Linked DNA regions of Mus musculus: all the other regions are linked to region 1. The links are chromatin contacts, called in public HiChIP or PLAC-seq maps. All regions are on one chromosome and are shown on one strand. Each heading gives the region's core, a stretch centred on a gene start, on an enhancer-like site or on the middle of the called end of the contact. The rest is flanking DNA. Distances are from core to core; before and after follow the strand shown.

What was found. HiChIP or PLAC-seq counts read pairs in DNA pulled down with a chosen protein or histone mark.
Region 2: a contact with region 1 is called in an HNF4G HiChIP or PLAC-seq map of pancreatic cancer cells. The contact joins two enhancer-like sites. A contact is called at or near these places in 1 of 15 datasets of contacts at CTCF or cohesin (the NIH/3T3 cell line), 3 of 484 Hi-C or Micro-C datasets (CD4 T cells, bone marrow-derived macrophages and pre-pro-B cells), 16 of 115 datasets of contacts at active chromatin or transcription factors (the HPC-7 cell line, the NIH/3T3 cell line, cardiomyocytes and 9 more) and 2 of 9 other capture datasets (adipose tissue and liver).
Region 3: a BATF HiChIP or PLAC-seq map of CD8 T cells shows a contact between it and region 1, with 5 read pairs. The contact joins two enhancer-like sites. A contact is called at or near these places in 2 of 484 Hi-C or Micro-C datasets (both in bone marrow-derived macrophages), 6 of 115 datasets of contacts at active chromatin or transcription factors (CD8 T cells, embryonic stem cells, hepatocytes and 3 more) and 3 of 9 other capture datasets (adipose tissue, liver and pancreatic islet).

What each region holds. Positions count from the first base shown.
Region 1 is chr6:108,687,183-108,689,966 of GRCm38.p6, forward strand. No RefSeq gene overlaps it. Among named protein-coding and RNA genes, the nearest start is that of 0610040F04Rik, 28 kb to the left of the region's middle. Within about 2 kb of position 1,334, at least 63 of the 459 cell types and tissues checked have an H3K27ac peak or open chromatin away from gene starts, as enhancers often do. A contact at or near this core is called in CD8 T cells, embryonic stem cells, pancreatic cancer cells and 1 more, where this site is marked.
Region 2 is chr6:108,455,809-108,458,592 of GRCm38.p6, forward strand. The region is part of intron 44 of Itpr1 (inositol 1,4,5-trisphosphate receptor 1); the gene reads left to right. All of the region lies in intron 3 of Gm35165 (a long non-coding RNA gene), which reads right to left. Among named protein-coding and RNA genes, the nearest start is that of Gm35165, 15 kb to the right of the region's middle. Within about 2 kb of position 1,378, at least 216 of the 459 cell types and tissues checked have an H3K27ac peak or open chromatin away from gene starts, as enhancers often do. A contact at or near this core is called in embryonic stem cells and pancreatic cancer cells, where this site is marked.
Region 3 is chr6:108,506,154-108,508,937 of GRCm38.p6, forward strand. The region is part of intron 54 of Itpr1 (inositol 1,4,5-trisphosphate receptor 1); the gene reads left to right. Among named protein-coding and RNA genes, the nearest start is that of Mir7661, 18 kb to the left of the region's middle. Within about 2 kb of position 1,403, at least 23 of the 459 cell types and tissues checked have an H3K27ac peak or open chromatin away from gene starts, as enhancers often do. A contact at or near this core is called in CD8 T cells and regulatory T cells, where this site is marked.

The sequences.
Region 1 (2,784 bases), core at 84-2,583:
CTCTGAGGTTTGCCCCCTGTTGCTCTGTGAAGAATCCACAGGCCCAGGCAGGCTCCTGTCTGGAAGTTAGAGTAGTCTAACTAACTAGTCTGACCTATGACAAATTTTAAGTGGAGGGGGCCACCGCAGGCAGGAATGTAAGGAGTTACACTACCTTAAACTTAGTCCTGTAATGAGAGGGTCAGACACCAGTAGCCATGGTGACCAGAATGTGTCTCCTGTCTCCTCAAATGCCTTCTTCTTGACCCACCTGCCTCCCGTGTTCTTTTCTGCTTACCTCAGACCCACAGGCCTTAGGATATTGTTGTACCTTGAAGTCCGAGCATGAATGTCGCCTCCTACAAAGTCCCTTCCTATCTCGTTTTCAGAAATCCACCATGCTCACACATACCATGTCTCCTCCCTGCGTGTTTCCTGCCCCATCTGTGATTTCCTTACTGATCTGAGTGCCAGGTCACTGTCTAGCTTTGCTAGAATACACCCCTACACCTCAAAGGCATGGACAACACTGAAGGCGTTGTCAATCCTGCTTGGCTTGAACAAGTAGTCGCCACGTGGCAATCATGTGAATATCATGTGGATATGAGCTGATGACTGGATAAGTGTGTCAGTGCATGACGATGGGAAAACGGTGTCTACCTCTTAAGCCTCAGTTCCCTCTTCTTTGAAATGGTGTTAATACCTAATGAAGCAAGATGGAAATAAAGGGGCTGCTATTGAGGACTTACTGTAGGTCCAGCATACACTTGGAGGTGCAGGCAAGGACCAGAAGTTCAAGGTCATTTTCAGCCATGTCAGGAGTTTAAGGCCAGTATACATATTGAGAGAGGGAGAAAGAATGAGAGATTTTCCTAATATAGTATATATAAATGTATATATATATATACACACACACACATATATACATGAATGAAAGCTGGAAGTATAGCTCAGTGGTAGAGCACTTGCCTAGCATGACCAAAGCCTGGCACCTTTAAAGTAAGCACCTCCCCGCAAACAATGGAACGGCTTAGTTCAGGATAGCTATTCCTCAGATTGCACCAGAGATGGGGTGCATCACTTAGTGGTTCTGCACTGTGGATTCTGAGGTGTAGTCTCCTTCCCCTACTACCTCCAAAAGGGGAGATAAGACGGTGGGGGCGCTGGAAGCATAGGGATCAGAGAGGTTCTCATTAAGCTTCCCCCTTTGTGGATTTCTGTCCTCTCATCCCACCCCTCCCCCACCAGCCCCACCCTTTCCAACCACATACCAAGAATAAACCCCACACCCTGCCTGCCTCCAGTGTCACAGTTTCCTGCCTCTATGGTCACAGGCTGCTTGGGCTCTGAGGGATTTTCCAGCCCGGGGCAGTGCCTCTGGGACTTGGGGCAGTGTCATAGCAGAGGCTCTGTGATGCAGACACAGAGCCAGGAAAACCCCCAGGCAGTCGATGACAGAGAACTGGAGTGGGGCCCTTAGAGGGGGGAGGGCGGAGGCCCCTGGGAAGCCCAACTGGGTCTTCTCTCTTTCATTATACCGCTCGCCCTATAGCTGGCCAGTGATGGCCATCTGTCAACCAAGGTGAAACCAAGGCATAGTGACACTCATCTGTAATCCCCCTGCATTCAGGAAGCTGAAGCAGGAGGATCATGAGGCCATCCTGGGCTACATAGAAAAAGAAAAATGTATAGCAAACAGAGATGTTAAACAGACTCTAGTTTCACAATGCAACCATGCCTGGAGGGAAGACGATCCTCCATGTTCTCTCTTCCCCTAAAGCAGAGACTCCAGTGTCCTGATCTAACCTTCTTGGCACCATGCCACCGATAACCATCGAAGTAAGATACCAACCCTGGAGAGCCATTTCTCTGCCCTGCCCTTTCTCTTCTCAGTTCCACCACTGATAGCCATCTACTTCTGACCTGCCAGAGGGCTTGTTTTCTAGTCTTACTATGGCTTTACCTTGCTCTGGGAACAGTTCCCAGCCTTTTCTAAGCCTCAGTGGCCACTCGTGTAAACTGAGCCCTAGGTGACACTTTTCAGCTATGATAAGCTGTCCTGCTAGGTATGTAGGCTAGCCTGGGCCACAGTCCCAGGCGCGATAGCTGCATGTGTCGCCCTATCTGCCTGGCCAGGGTTGGGAAGTGCTATTTTACCTAGCTGGCTGGAAGACCTTGAGTTACGTTAATGGACAAAGGATAGGAAATTTTGAGAATTAAAAAGTCCAAGTGAGGTTGGGGACATGGCCCAGCAGGTAAAGGTACTTACTACAAGTCTCATGACTTGAGTTCAACTCCTGAGACCAACATGGTGGAAGGAGAGAATCAACTCCTAAAAGTTGTTGTCTTAGGGTTTTACTGCTGTAAACAGACACCATGTCCAAGGCAAGACTTAAAGGACAACATTTAATTGGGGCTGGCTTATAGATTCAGAGGTTCAGTCCATTATCATCAAGACAGGAACATGACAGAATCTAAGAAGGCGTGGTATAGAAGGAGCTGAGAATTCTACATCATCTTCATCTGCAGGCTGCTAGTAGAAGACTGACTTCCAGGCAACTAGGATGAGGGTCTTAAGCACATGCCCACAGTGACAAACCAACTCCAACAAGGCCACATCTCCTAATAGTGCTAGTCCCTGGCTGGGCCAAGCATATACAAACCATCACAGTTGTCCTCTGATTTTCTGTGAGGGATGGCACACACATGAGACAGATTAGATAGATAGATAGATAGATAGATAGATAGATAGATAGATAGATCTAAAAAATATGTGGACATCTTATAAAACAGGAACTGGAGATA
Region 2 (2,784 bases), core at 128-2,627, 230 kb before region 1:
CCTTTTTATCTACAATAAACCTCCTCCTCCACCATACCGAGGGGCACTCATGCTTGCTTTCTTTTCTATTCTATTTCTTTGTTCATTCTGTCATCTCCCTGTAAAACCCACAGGAGCCACTCTCCTGAGGCTCTGCTGTGGGCGTTTACCCTCAAGTTTTTCAGTTTTCATCAGGAAAGGTCCTAAGAGGAAATCTCAAGATTTTTCACCCGTTTTTGTTACTATTGTGTTGTTTGTTGGTTTTTTGTTGTTGTTGTTATTCTTGGTTTTTTTTTTGTTTGTTTGTTTGTTTGTTTTTTTTAAATATCCAGAGATAACTTGCCCCAAGGATTCCTAGCTTTGGCCTGAGTTCCTTTTAACTCGGAAGTCTGTATCCTGCTGTTTAAACATTAAGATGGTTCCTCACTGCCTTAGAGTCGGCAACCTGCAGGCCAAGGCGAACTTTAAAGAAAAACCAGGTCATGCCGCATGTTTTTGGTGAGCACAGGAATCAACAAAGCGCTGTTACATAACTTCTATTTATGTCCTCCTTGCTCACTATCTGCAGGCAGGCAAGAGTCGCAGAGCTGGGATTTAATGAGCTCTGGGTTTGCTCACCTTCCTGAGCTGGTAGGAACCAGCTTGTTCTCAAAATGCGTCAGTAAAGAATCAGGCTGTGGGTGGGCGGCCAGGGGTAGTAGGTGGGCCGCATTGTTGCCATGGTGTTTTTTAATTCCCCTGTTTCTCAAGGATCCTGCTCTCTCCTTCCCTGACTCCCCACCCCCTTCTTTTCTTTTCTTTCTTTTTAATCCATGCGCTTCCTTGTTTCTCACGCCCACTCGTGATTTCTTGGAGCTGCCTCAGGAAACAGGAATATTTTCCCTCCCTTCCACAAACACCCCCATTGTGTAGCCCCAGGGCCTCAGAAGAGTTTTTCCTAAGGTGCTCCTTTCCCACCCTCCCCTGTCTATTTTCCCGTGATTTTTCGTAACCACTCCCTCCATTGCCCGGGCTTAGCCTCCCTGTGGCGGGATGGAAGCTTTCTGTCTCCTGCTAGATTGCTCCGGAACCAGGTGGATTCCGTTGCTCCTAGCACAGCAGTTTGCCCCGGAGGAGAGCGGTTGTTTGTGTTTCCCTACATCCTGGTCTCTGCTCTTGCCCTAAACTGAATGACATCTGTCCCCTCTAGCCATATTATTATGAAATAGAGTCACACTTTATAAAAGGAAAACAAGGGAAGTTTGTCCCACAATGATGACCCCTGTTACCTGAAAGTTACAGGTTGGATTAACACACATTTTAAAAAAAATAGAAAAAGTCATGTGCTAGGGAATTAGCTAAGTGGGACAGTGTGTACTTGGCACGGGTGAAACTGGGTTTGATCCTCCATCTGTCTCGAGAACAGTGCATGTGTGTGAGAGCTCGTGTACACACACACACACACCCTCCCTCCCTGACTCTGATACATAGCAAGGAAGGAAGGAAGGGCTGAGAGCCCTGTGGCTGCCAGGGAGAGCTCCCTGCTCCCTGCACCTCGGCTTCTGAGGGAAGCCACCCAGGTTTCTGTGCTGACTTTGTGTCCACACTCTCAGCAGAGCGGAAGCTTTTAACAAGTACAAAAGAATAAGTTGAGATGAAAAACTCCAGCGGGGGGGGGTGGGGGTGGGTTGGGGGTGGGGGTGGGGGGGGGGACAGTTCCAGCAAAACAGGCTTAAGATTTTTAAAGTTAAAAAAAAATTTAAAAAGTCAAGCCCACCCCTTCATTGCTTACGAGTTGTGCAATCCTTACTGGAGGTAGCTGTTTGAATAATCAAAGGCCGGCTGACTTCCCTTCATTAACTAGAGCGGCAGACATCTGCATAAAACATCCCAGATTCCAGACTGAGTAGGTAATTTTTTTTTCCCTCTGAGTAACTTGAGGGACTTTCCCTTTGGAAACCTTCCAAGAGAGTGAACTTCGTGGTTGAGACTTTTTTCTCTTTCTCCCTGGTGTTGGATGTAGAACCCAGGGCAAGTGCTCTACTGCTGCGCTTGTGCTGGGCAAGCCCTACCTACAGTGGTTTTTACTGGGCTAGGCAGCAGCTTGATCCTGAATATGAAGCAATTCAGTCACCTCAGACACAAATCTGGAGCCCTCAGTTCTGAGAACGTTCTTGGTGTTCACAGCTGACCGCCGCTCTATATCTTAGCGCCACTTGCCACTTCAGAGCCTGCCCACACTTAGATTTCTCAAGGTCCACTAAGATCCCTTGGAAAAGTAGCCCTCCGCGTTTTACCAGTACCCTACGCTTGCATTTTGAGCTTGCTTCATCAGCGTGGTTCAGACACTCAAGCCTGTGGTTCTGTAAGCCATGTGTATTCTTCCGCAACTGTTCCAAAAATCCAAGACTTTAAAATGTGTGTGTGGGGGGGGGGGGAGGGACTGTAATTGAAGGAAGGTGTGGTGGAGTCACCCTCAGCAGCTGGTGTTTGAGAAATGTGGCTTTATTAATGTTCTTGCAACATGACCCCACAGACTGTCGAGCCTGGAGTTTGTAGCTGTGGAGCCTGGGGAGACAGCCAGCTTCTAAGGTGGAGGGCCCACAAAGGATGGCCCTTCCTGCTCCCAAGTTAATGATGCAGGCAGCTGTGTCTCTGAGGCCCTATTGGTTAACAGTTAACTGGGCAGATTAAAGATCCCCAGCCAGGCTGAACCTGTCCCAGAGTTAGAAGCAAAAGCCTGCTAAGTGCCAGCTCCACACCTCCCTTCAGCCGCCCCCAAGGTGGGACACTTCCCCATTTAGCGGGACTTTGAGCTTTCACATT
Region 3 (2,784 bases), core at 153-2,652, 180 kb before region 1:
AAAAATGCTATCAGTCTCCATCTTCCTTTGACCTCTTCAGGGTGAATTGAGTCTCCCGGGGCATCATTTGGGCCTCAACATGACCTTTCCTTGGGAGTATCCCTCTCAAGAGCTAGACAGGGACAGTAGCAGCCATCGAAGTTCAAGTTAGTTTGGTCAGTCTGACCAAAGGTTTGTTTAGACCATAGGTTTTTAGCCAGCAAATCAAACGATCAAATATTAACATAGCACTTGGTTCTCAAAGGGCTCACATAGAAAAGAGGGGAGAGGTTAGAGGGACTGTTCACAAACAGACAGAGCAAGTGGTGAGGGAAGGAGAAAATGACAGGTGACTATTTAGATGTCAGTGGAGTGCTGTCACTATAGTTGAAGGGATGTCCAGGGTCCTTAGGAGATAGTTATGGCTGAGGGAAGGCTATAGGTGGCATGGGACTCCTGCATCTTGGGAATCTCAGAATACCTTCCTTTGGCTTTGGTTTCTATTCTAATCATGTAAGAAAGCTGACGTGAATGTACAAAAATGGAAGTGTCATAGAAAAGTGCGGGCAATACAGAATCGTGTCAGGTATCCCGATCGCTAAAGCGTCAGGGATTCTGGCCAGATAAGCACAGAGAAAGAAAGGCAGCGGGTTTGAAATTGTGTTTTGTTGATTTGGTTTCGGTTTGGTTTGGATTCTTGAAATATTCTTGCTGTAGAGCCCAGCTCAGCCTTGAACTCTCTGTGTCCCAAACTGATCTTACATTGACTATGTAGCCCATGCTGACCTCCAATTCATGATCTTCCTGCCTCAGCCTTCCAGAGTGATAAAATTACAAGCATCTGCCACCACACCTTATGAAACTGTACATGAAAGAATAGAAAAGGTGAGGCCAGGAAGTGCAAGACTCAGGAAAGCATTTTGCTTGTCTTAGGCTTCATAGGCCTAAGTGGAGCAATAGACCAGAGAGCCGTGTTAGGGAGGGGACTAATCCTGGAACACTGAACTCTGGGGTAAGTTCATTGAATGTCTTCCTCCAGGTTCACATGTGTTTCCAGAACATCATTCCATGGTGGTAAATGTTGGGTGAGGAATTAAAATAGAGGGTCAATGGCAAAAATCCATTAAAAGTGTTGTAACTGCAATAAAGACTTAAAGAATAAGCCCAAGACTCTGAGAAAGGGAACCTTCGTGGCCATGTTTCCCACATGCCTGTAGCTTTGCTGACGAGTCAGTGAGACTGATGCGGGGGGTACTCTATGCGCCTTGGTAAATGCTTGCAGTGTTTTGAGCCAAGATTATCTTTTCAAAGACATCCTAGAAAATTCATTCATCCATGTTATGTAGACTGGGGTGGGAGGTACTGTAGTCAGAGAGGCCCTTGGGGCTCTGCCAGTGCTTTTGATCAGGTGTGGTAAGGCTGAGTCATAGTGTAGACATAAGAAACAAGCTGCAGGTGTCTCAGTGGTGAAGGAAAGAACACCATGGGGTAGGCAAAAAGGCAGAGCAAACAATGAGGAGGTCTTTTTCTTCAAGCAAAGAAGTATTGTCTTAACTGGGTGGACAATGAAAGGAATAAATTTATTTTGTGTATTAGTTGCCTTTCTGTTGCTGTGACAAAATGCCAAGACAAAGGCAATTTATAAAGCATTTAATTGGACTTTCAGGGGGCTGAAGTCAATTAATGGGGGAACCAAAGGCTTGGCAGCAGGAATATCTGAGAGTTCATATCTTGAACAAGCAGGAGGCAGAGAGAGCAAACTGTGAATGGCTCTTGTCTTTTGAAACCTCAGCTCCTCTCCCCACCCCCAGCCCACCACCATGTGACGAACTTCTTCCAACAAGGTCACACTTCCTGATCTTTCCCAATTAGTCTACCAACTGGGGTCAAGTATAGAAACACACGAACCTGGGGTGTGGGGGCTATTTTCATTCAAGCCACCTGGGTCTGGAGGCTGGGGTTCACGTGTGTACTTGTGTTTGTGCCAGTGTGTATGCAGGCCAAATGTCAACTTTAGTGTCTTTACTCAGGAGCCATCCACCTTCTTATTTGAGACAGGTCTCTCACTGGCTTAAGGCTTGCTGAGTTGGCTAGGTTCAAAAGCACCAAGGCTTCCCTGTCACTGCCTCCCCACTGCCTCCCCTGTATGGAGATAGCAAGCATACACCACCACACAAGGATTTTTTTTTTTTTTTAACATGGGTTCTGGTGATCAAACTCAGGCTTACATGGGAAGCATGTTTACAACTGAGCCATCTCCCTAGTGTAAAAAATATAAATTTAACACTAAGTTTCCAATCATGGGTGGCTGGGGCAATACTATGGCCTCCGTCTAAAATGAAATGATGCAACAATGCATTCACATTGTTCACTTATAATGCCTGAGGTGGCACGACATGCCATTACTATTAGCTCTGACAATTGTCAAAGCATGGGCACAATGGCAAAGAGAGAGAGAGAGAGTTCTAGAGACGGTGGCATAGGTTTTGTGTGCTCTGAGAAGTTGTTTCAGAGGGAACACAGGATAATCAGATGACAGACAGGACAGATGGATGGAAAGAAAAGGTATTAATTAGTTCCTCAGAATGTGTGACTATTTGTTTCTTTTTGTTCTGTCCTTTGATCATTCCACAGACAACACATCTTTGACAAAGACCATTTTCAAGGAAGACTCAAGTTAGACAATTGCTATTTTTAATACATTAGCTGAGGAGGCCAGGACAGCTATCATAAATAGTCACTTAGAGTTTTGTTTTGTTTTAGCAAGATATACTATTTGGTGTGTATGGGATAAGTAAGAGTGGC